2 separate regions of the Gossypium arboreum genome follow, and region 2 is linked to region 1. Evidence: chromatin contacts called from public Hi-C data. All regions are on one chromosome and are shown on one strand. Each heading gives the region's core, a stretch centred on a gene start, on an enhancer-like site or on the middle of the called end of the contact. The rest is flanking DNA. Distances are from core to core; before and after follow the strand shown.

Evidence for each region. A called contact is a pair of places that touch in the nucleus more often than the background predicts.
Region 2: a Hi-C map of leaf shows a contact between it and region 1, with 2.7 times the contacts expected there. The contact joins the promoter of LOC108489880 here to the promoter of LOC108480191 in region 1. A contact is called at or near these places in 2 of 5 Hi-C or Micro-C datasets (both in leaf).

Annotation. Positions count from the first base shown.
Region 1 is chr3:76,901,748-76,905,838 of ASM2569848v2, reverse strand. It overlaps LOC108480191 (A-agglutinin anchorage subunit), which reads left to right and starts at 1,882. Exons shown (of 5, transcript XM_017783095.2): 1 at 1,882-2,478; 2 at 2,713-2,794; 3 at 3,553-3,667; 4 at 3,819-4,091. The coding sequence starts at 2,286.
Region 2 is chr3:77,096,829-77,100,919 of ASM2569848v2, reverse strand. LOC108489880 (DNA replication licensing factor MCM2-like) reads right to left here and starts at 2,391. Exons shown (of 17, transcript XM_017794598.2): 1 at 1,861-2,391; 2 at 1,573-1,751; 3 at 1,312-1,501; 4 at 967-1,186; 5 at 665-872; 6 at 270-404; 7 at 1-181. The coding sequence starts at 2,374.

The DNA of each region.
Region 1 (4,091 bases), core at 633-3,132:
AACTAAATGAATCAACAACCATTATCATCACCACACTTTTCTCCATACTCCTCCCTTGTTGTATCATTATATAAGTTTCATTCTTTTATCTAAACTTGATTTTTAAACTTAATATTTTTTACCTAAACTCTAACAATAATTCATAAGATTTTGAGGATAATTCAACATTTAACAAATCTTTAAAAGAAATTATAATTTGAAAAAGTGGAATTTAAATAGTGCTTTGTTCAATGAAAGTAACATCTCATCTATCACTAATTTAATTTTGAGTTATTGTGGGTACAAAATTAAATTAAAGCAATGTCATGTTTTAGACGAAGTTATGACTGCCTAATACTTTAATAAAATTATAATTAATCTACTTTTTTTTAATTTACTGAAATATATATATATATAATTAAAGGGTTATTTGGTGTCGTTTTAAATTTTTCTGAAAACAAGAAAAAGAAAACATGTATTTGTTTTCAAAAACGGAAAAAGGAAGAGAAAATTCCAAAATTGTTGGAAAAAAAAGAAGAAGTTCCAACTGTTTTAAGAAAAAACAATTTCGTTTGTGACACTACTTTTATAACAAAATAATAATTAAAAATTAAAATATAAGCATAAATAATGTAGTTGGGTCTTTTATTGAATATGGTGGGAGGAGTTAGCACGTAGCCTTTCGTAAATCAATCATTCATCTACTTTTCTAAATTTTTGTTGACGTTAAATTAACACATTTGATTCATTAAAAAAAAGTCATTTTTCTTTAAAGGGCTAGTTTGGGACCAAAATTTCAAGTACATCACTATTAAAAATTTATCACCTATTTAAAACATAAATATAATTTAAAATAATATACAATAAATAATAAAATATATAATTTAAAATTAATTAATAATACGTAAAATATGTATTATATTGAAATAATATAGATATGCAATTAAAGGAGGTATTATGCATAATAAAATAAAATTATTAAAATAAAATTTTAATTTAGTGATACATTTAAAGTTTTATCAATTTAATTGACGTAGTTTAAATTTTTCTATGTGCATATTTTTATTAATTTTTTAAAATTAAAATATTTTCTAATAATATAACTCATTTAAAATGTTAAAGAACATTTTAGTAATTTCCTAATATAATTGGTAATGGATTAACTTATAAAATCAAATCAATCGAGCTTAAATATGAAAATAATTTTTTTATTCATTCTATTTCTAATTTTGGTGAAAAACATAATTTAATATCATTTTTGTGATAAATAAAGTGAAATAACTCTCTATTGGTTCAAATAAAATTTAGATTGTTTCTTCTACTAATATTTTTATAAATTTAAATATTTGCACTAATGTCAATGTAAAAAATTAAATTTCTTAATTTAATTATATTAATATTTATCATACTCATGAAATTTAATATTTCATATAAATTTTATATTTTAATAGTAATGGAGTAGATGGTTGTTACTTTTCTTCTTTTTTTTTTAAATAATGAACGGTTTACTTGATAGTTTAATTAAGAATTTTTAAGAGTGCATAGATATTTTGTTTATAAAAATTAAATTAAAATCAATATTAACCGAGATTCAATTATAAAATATAGTATTTTGGTTTCTTACATCCAAATAAGAAAAATACATATTATTTGAAGTCATAATTTTAAAATTTTGTGTACCCCTAATTTTACCATTAGTAATATTTAATTTTTATATTAATAATTTTAAATGTCTTGATTACCTTTATTTTTAAAAATTAGTATTTATTCCCCAAGATTTAGAAATATTTGAATGGACACTTATAATAAAAATATTTTTAAAAAAAAACATAAATTTAAGGTACAAATAACAATGGTGAGGAGAGATAAAATATTAGCATTATAAATTAATTATTACAAAAAAATATTAGTTTATTTAAGAAAAGAAAAGCTGTGTTGCCTGTCTCCGTAAACAAAAGCACAGATCTGATTTTAAAGCTACGAAGGAAGGATTTAGCAGTGAGCAGAACAGATCTGAACACCACTTCACTCCCCCACATACCACTTCATTAATATTATAAAGAAAAATATAATAAAAGGGCAGATAAAGTGACAGCCCGGTGACCAACTGTTTTTTGCTTTGCATTTCGTAATGGCAGAAGTAGCATTGCATTGCATTTTATCTTTTGAGGTACATATCAAGCTGTCTCAACCTCTCTGAGAAAACAAAGCTGCCATTTTACCTCACACAGGAAGAAAATAAAAACTTAAGCAACCAAGCAAGAAAGAAAGAGCGATGAGGCAGGGAGCATCAGCAACCAATTAAGATGATGAATAGGAACCTAAGGGAATCGCTGGTGAGCGGCGGCGGGAGGAATAACAGTAATAACATTCCGGCGGCCTCCCTTCATCACCGCCGTGGAAAAATTTTTAACGCTGGATTGTTCCCCAGGGATTCAGAAGAGAATTTGGATCTTTTCTCAAAGAGTCGCCGCAGCCTCTCCGTCGCCTCCTCCGATGGTACAAACTTCTCCTCTTCTGCGGTTCCTTTTCTTACTTTGATGCTATTATTTTCAGATTAGTTTGTCAATTTCAAAGGGAGCAGTTAGCTAAGCTTCGTCTCTATTCTTTTCCATTTCTATTTTTCTTTCTCCCATAAATTAAGAAAATGACTGATGGTTTTGGATGCAAATATAGTCGTTTTTAGGGGAATGATAGCTAAAATAAGTTTTGATTTTGATTTTGATTTTGTAGTGTCAGTAAAACAGGGAAGAACATCACATGGATCAGATGATCTACTTTCTTCTACAGATGGAGGAAAGCATGATTATGACTGGTAAATCATTGCTATTTTATTACTATAATAATAGATTACTGGTAAATCGCATCTCTCTCATTTCCAAATTTAATTAAACTAATCATTTGCATCATTTTCTCTTTCGGATCTGGTTTCTTTCCATAATCCAATGTTCAAAATTTTTTAAAGCTTTTTTCATATATATGGAAAATCTTTGAATGGAAAAGACAACCATCTAAATGAACGAACCTTTTCTTCTTGTGAATCTTCACTTTTTCAATTGTTTCAAGTCAATGTTAACTGGAATCCAGATCTGTCAACTAAAACTAAAACTCATTTCGCTGTTTCAATTTTATTGGAATGTGAATTTTTTTTTTTTGAGACTACATTTTTTGTTCATATGAACACAATTTTAAATAAATAAATTCTGAAGTTTGTGAATTGTTTGTTTTATTTAATAATTTTACTGAATTGGATCACGAATGCACCTTGATTGGTTTCGTGTGTACCAATTCGAAAATGGTTGAGAAGATAGCAATCTCTGGTATTGTTTATAATAATGTTATGCTATAACGTTGAGTTGTTGAGTTACTCAAGTGAACAAAATTCTGGGTGAAACTTTTTGCCCTAAGCTTTGAGAGGTAAAATTTGATTGCTTTAGTGATCAAATAACCGATTTGACAACCATTTCTGGGTAATATATTACCTTGCTCGCTTAATTGAGACTTGAATTTAGACTCAGTTTGGAAATCCTTGTCTCTCTCAGTTTATAATATTAACTACTTTTCCATTATTAGGCTTCTAACTCCTCCTGGAACTCCAGTCTTTCCTTCATCTGAGGGATCAGAATCTCAGTCAGCTCCAAGAAGCAATTCCAAAGTTAGATCAGTTTCAACCACAAAGGCTTCAAGGGTATGCATGTCCTTAATTTTAGACTTATTTTGCTTTTTCTGTCAAAATTAGTGGTTGCACTATTTTCTGGTTAGCATATGATTGTTATTGTCCACTCAAAGTTGGCAACCATGAATGACTTTTTTTTTTTTTTGGTTTCTCTCTGTTTCAGCTTTCAGTTTCACATTCTGAAAATAATCCTTCCTCGAGACCTGCTAGAAGCAGTTCGGTCACTCGACCTTCTCTCTCTTCTTCATACAATAACTATTCATCAAATAGGGGCAGTTCAATTCTCAATACAAGCTCAGCTTCTGTGTCATCTTATATTAGACCATCCTCACCTATCACCCGCTCATTATCTACAGCAAGACCTTCAATCCCATCTTCAAGGTCAACATCATCGCGGCCCTCAACTCCTTTGAAAGTTCGTCAATCTCCAACAAGC
Region 2 (4,091 bases), core at 1,142-3,641, 190 kb before region 1:
TTTGTGGATCCTTGGCCAACTTCTCAATGTCTTCCTTATCTTCCTGAGTGAGTTTGTAGGCAGAAAAGAGATCCTGTTTCTTTGCAACATAGTTTGCCTCAACCACAGTGGCAAAGACAGGAAATCCATTTTTTGTGTTCAATGACATATCAAAATTATTTGTGTAAATGCCTGTGACTTCCTGAAAAAGTGACATGGGACGCAAAACAAAAATTGGTGTTCCTGACAGAAGAAATAGGAACAAATCAAATATAGGAAGAAGATCCTACAATTTCTTCCCCAGGACGGGCACAGTCAATTAGATCATTGAGCAATATTACTTCCTTGTATCTTGGAAGCCTTCCAGCAGGCACAGTTCCTGGGCTTTCCTGAAGTGTGAGCTTCTGGTAGTTCCTGTATACTGTCTGCAACGAGGCAACAAAGAACATAGCGAAAAATGAAAACACGGATAATACTTTTAATTAGATGTTGGTTGGGACGAAATTTATTAAAAAACAAAGCCGCAGCTAAGATTAATCCAAACTTATTTGCAGTTCAGCAGGAGCTGTTTTGATTCTTAATAAGAAACAGAAGCTCAAAAACATTATCCAGCTTATAATCCTTTATTGTATAGAAAAACATACAGAAGTAACTACAGGTGCACCGGAAGGGAGCAAAAATTTACCTGCTCAATGTTGACAGTGAATGGGCCCTTCGATTGGCATTCGGGACAAGACCCAACCTTAACCTCTGAATATGAATTTTGAAAGAACGGTCCCAAAATTGATCCGCACTTGTTGCAATCATATTTTACCTGTTGCAATTGGGGAAAGACCCCAGATCGTCTAGTCACAACACCCCCAATACGAACCATGGTGTTCAAATGGATTTGCCTAGAAACGACAAAATGAGAAGTAAAAAACTGAAAAAATAGCAAAATAAAATTGTCAAATTGTGATATAAGAAAAGAAGAACATTCTACATTACCTAATATCACGAATTTGATCATAAATTGGAAGGTTTGTAATGCGGATATATATCTTCTGGTGGATTTTTTTGTAGTTTGGATGCAAATCAAAGACCACCCTTTGGGCAACATCTTCCATAACTTCTAGGACAGATTGAGGGGCATCAGCCAGCCAGATTGCGATATTAGGATGAACGGAAATGAACTGCTTGTAATCAATCTCCAAGCTGCACTTGTTGGCTGCAAAATGGAACAATGAATAGCGCATACAGCATATCAATTTGTCGCTTTTAATATTGATCAAATATTTTGTTTGTGCAGTTAGTTTTCAGAAACTACAGGTTAAGGATGAATAGATGCTTTACCTGACACCACCTCATTTATGAGGCGTACATATTCTACGTCCCCATGTCCATTTTTTGGGTTCACATATGCAAGTATGAAATCCCTGAACTTTTTGAATATGAAGCGACGCACTTCATCTCTAGTAACCCACTCTCTCAATGTTCCTTGGACACGGTACATCTCAAAGTCACCTTGATCATCACCTTCATCCTGAATACAACGAGGAAAGTTAGATGCCATTTGAAATGCCAACATTATTGAAGCTGAGGAGAGGTCTGAACCTCGTAAGGGTAATCATCGGTTCGATCAGTCATAGGAACATCGTCCCCTGAGTGGCCTTGCTGTGACCTTCCTGGTGAACTCCGCAAGCCATCAGTGTCGTCATAGCTTCTTGAGGCAGACGGAGGCCTTAAATCAGCCCTCTGTCGCTTAGAAGGCCTATAATTGTCATCATCTGTGTCTGCGGTCATCATTTCAACCCCGTATATTAACCACTTCGTATACAACAGAAAAAAAATATGGACCAGATAGAGAAAAAAAAATGGGAAGCCATGGAGCACTCTACCGACCCTGATCATGGAGAAGCTGAGGGAGCTTGCGGTTGGGGATGCGAGCATCACGGGCATCAAGCTCCAACTCGGCAGCCCTGCGATCCTGCATGATCTGATCCAAATCTCTCTCATCCTCCATCGATTCATCCAACCCCACTGATTCGTACTTGTCCTGCGCACCCATCTCCCTGTAATCATCCATGAACTTATCATTGTAGAGATCTTCCCCATCGTCTTCCTCTTCGCCCACCTCATCCGGCTCGTCTCTTATTACCTCAGGTTCCACCGCCGCCTCTTCCTCGTCCGATGAGTGGCTGCTGTCATGGGGCAACTGATCCGTGTTAAACCCTGCAGATGTCGGCGATTCTGGCGTCGACGGAACCGGATTTCCGGAATCTTCTCCAGCCATTCTTATGGATTCTCTTTGCCCGCTCAATCGTATCAAGAACGGAAGGCCATCTCTTAAGGCGCACAAATAAACGATAAAACCCTTCTTTTTGGCGCGAAGTTTTGGCGGCAAAATGGTGTACATGTCATTTAATACTTGTCGTATCCATTTTTATTTTTCTTTTTATTTCTCAGTTTGCTGGGCTTAGGTTCGGTTCCCATGTTTTTTTTTTAGATTAATATTATTATTCTATTTTACAAAATTAATTTGAATTCATAATAGGCTTAATGATAATGTTTATATGTTTTGGCAAAATTATATTAATTATATTAATTATATTGTTAAGTCTTTTTTTTGCCATCAATTTTATTCTTTTAAATTATTTTTAATGATTTGATGAAAATACCATTAAAAAGTTAACAGATGATATGAAATTTTATATGTCAAATATTTTTATTTAGATGTAATTTATTATTTAGATAATCTAATAAAATAATTACATGTAAAAATAATAAAATAAATAATTTATGAAGTTAAATAATAACTTTTAATTTAAAGGAAATAAACATAATTATCGAAAAAATATTGTAAAATGAATGCATACGTTTGTAATTATAATATTAAAAATATTCCACATTATCCATATTAGTTTTTAAGGATACTTTTGTCAAATCTATTAGAAAAATAGTTTAAAAAAGATTGATGATAAAAAAATTAAAAATTCAATTAAAGTCATTTTGACAAAATGTATGAACATTAGTAGCTAAATTTATCATTAAACCTTGATAATATGATACAATATCAATATAAAAATAAATCTCATTACCACATATTTTTAGGTTTCATTAGGTGATCTTTGTGATAATTTTAATCTATATTTCCGTTAAACCAAAACAAATAATAATAATAATAATAATAATAATAATAAATCAAAATTTTCAAAATTTCAAAATTTTCTCAAGTAACGTATGATTTTATTTATTTATTATATATGAGTTTTATAATAATTAGTTTTTTAATTCTACGTCCACTTAAACTTTTTAATTAACTTTTAAATAATATATTTTAATTATTGTAATTAATTTTTAATTCATTAATTGAATTTTTAAATATATTTAAAATATATTAACTTATTTAATAATTCAAAATAATAAATAAGAAATAAGAAATATTAAAATATTGATATTTTTAGATGTACGATTGTTGAAGCCGTAAAAAATAAAACCTACTTGAAAATGAACAATTAGTAGAAGGGAAAAGTATGGTCGAATCCACAAAGGTTGATAGAAATTGTATTCCTTCAACTAAAACAAATAAATTAAAGGAGAACGAGAGTTTTGTTTAAATAAAACGTAAAATTGTAAATTAAGAAATTAATAAAAGAAAATAAATTAATAATTAAAATTTTGGAAAAAAATTGATGAGATGAGATGAAATTATAGTCAAAGTAAATTCTTCGTTTGATTCTTGGGTTTGATAATTGATGCAAAGATAAATTTCAATATTATTTAATAAATTGGTTATAGTTATCGGCGATCGCCTAGTAGTCTAATCTCTTCTTACCCTTTCGATAATCTACACAATCGGCATTAATTACTTCCCTTATTGATAAACAATTGATCTGCCATGATTTATATTGTTATTCATATATCTTTTCACATAATTTTAACTTGTTTAATAGCTAAATCAAGTCATTTTAGTACAAATTTATGTTTTACAATTAAAGTAGTAATTTATGTTTTTAATAGTTTTCATAGTATTTTAATACTTAAATAAGGTTACGTGGTTATGTAGGATGAATCGAGAGCTAAAGATGCAACTTCGGGTTGAAATTGCTGCCAAAGTCGTGACAACGAAGTAT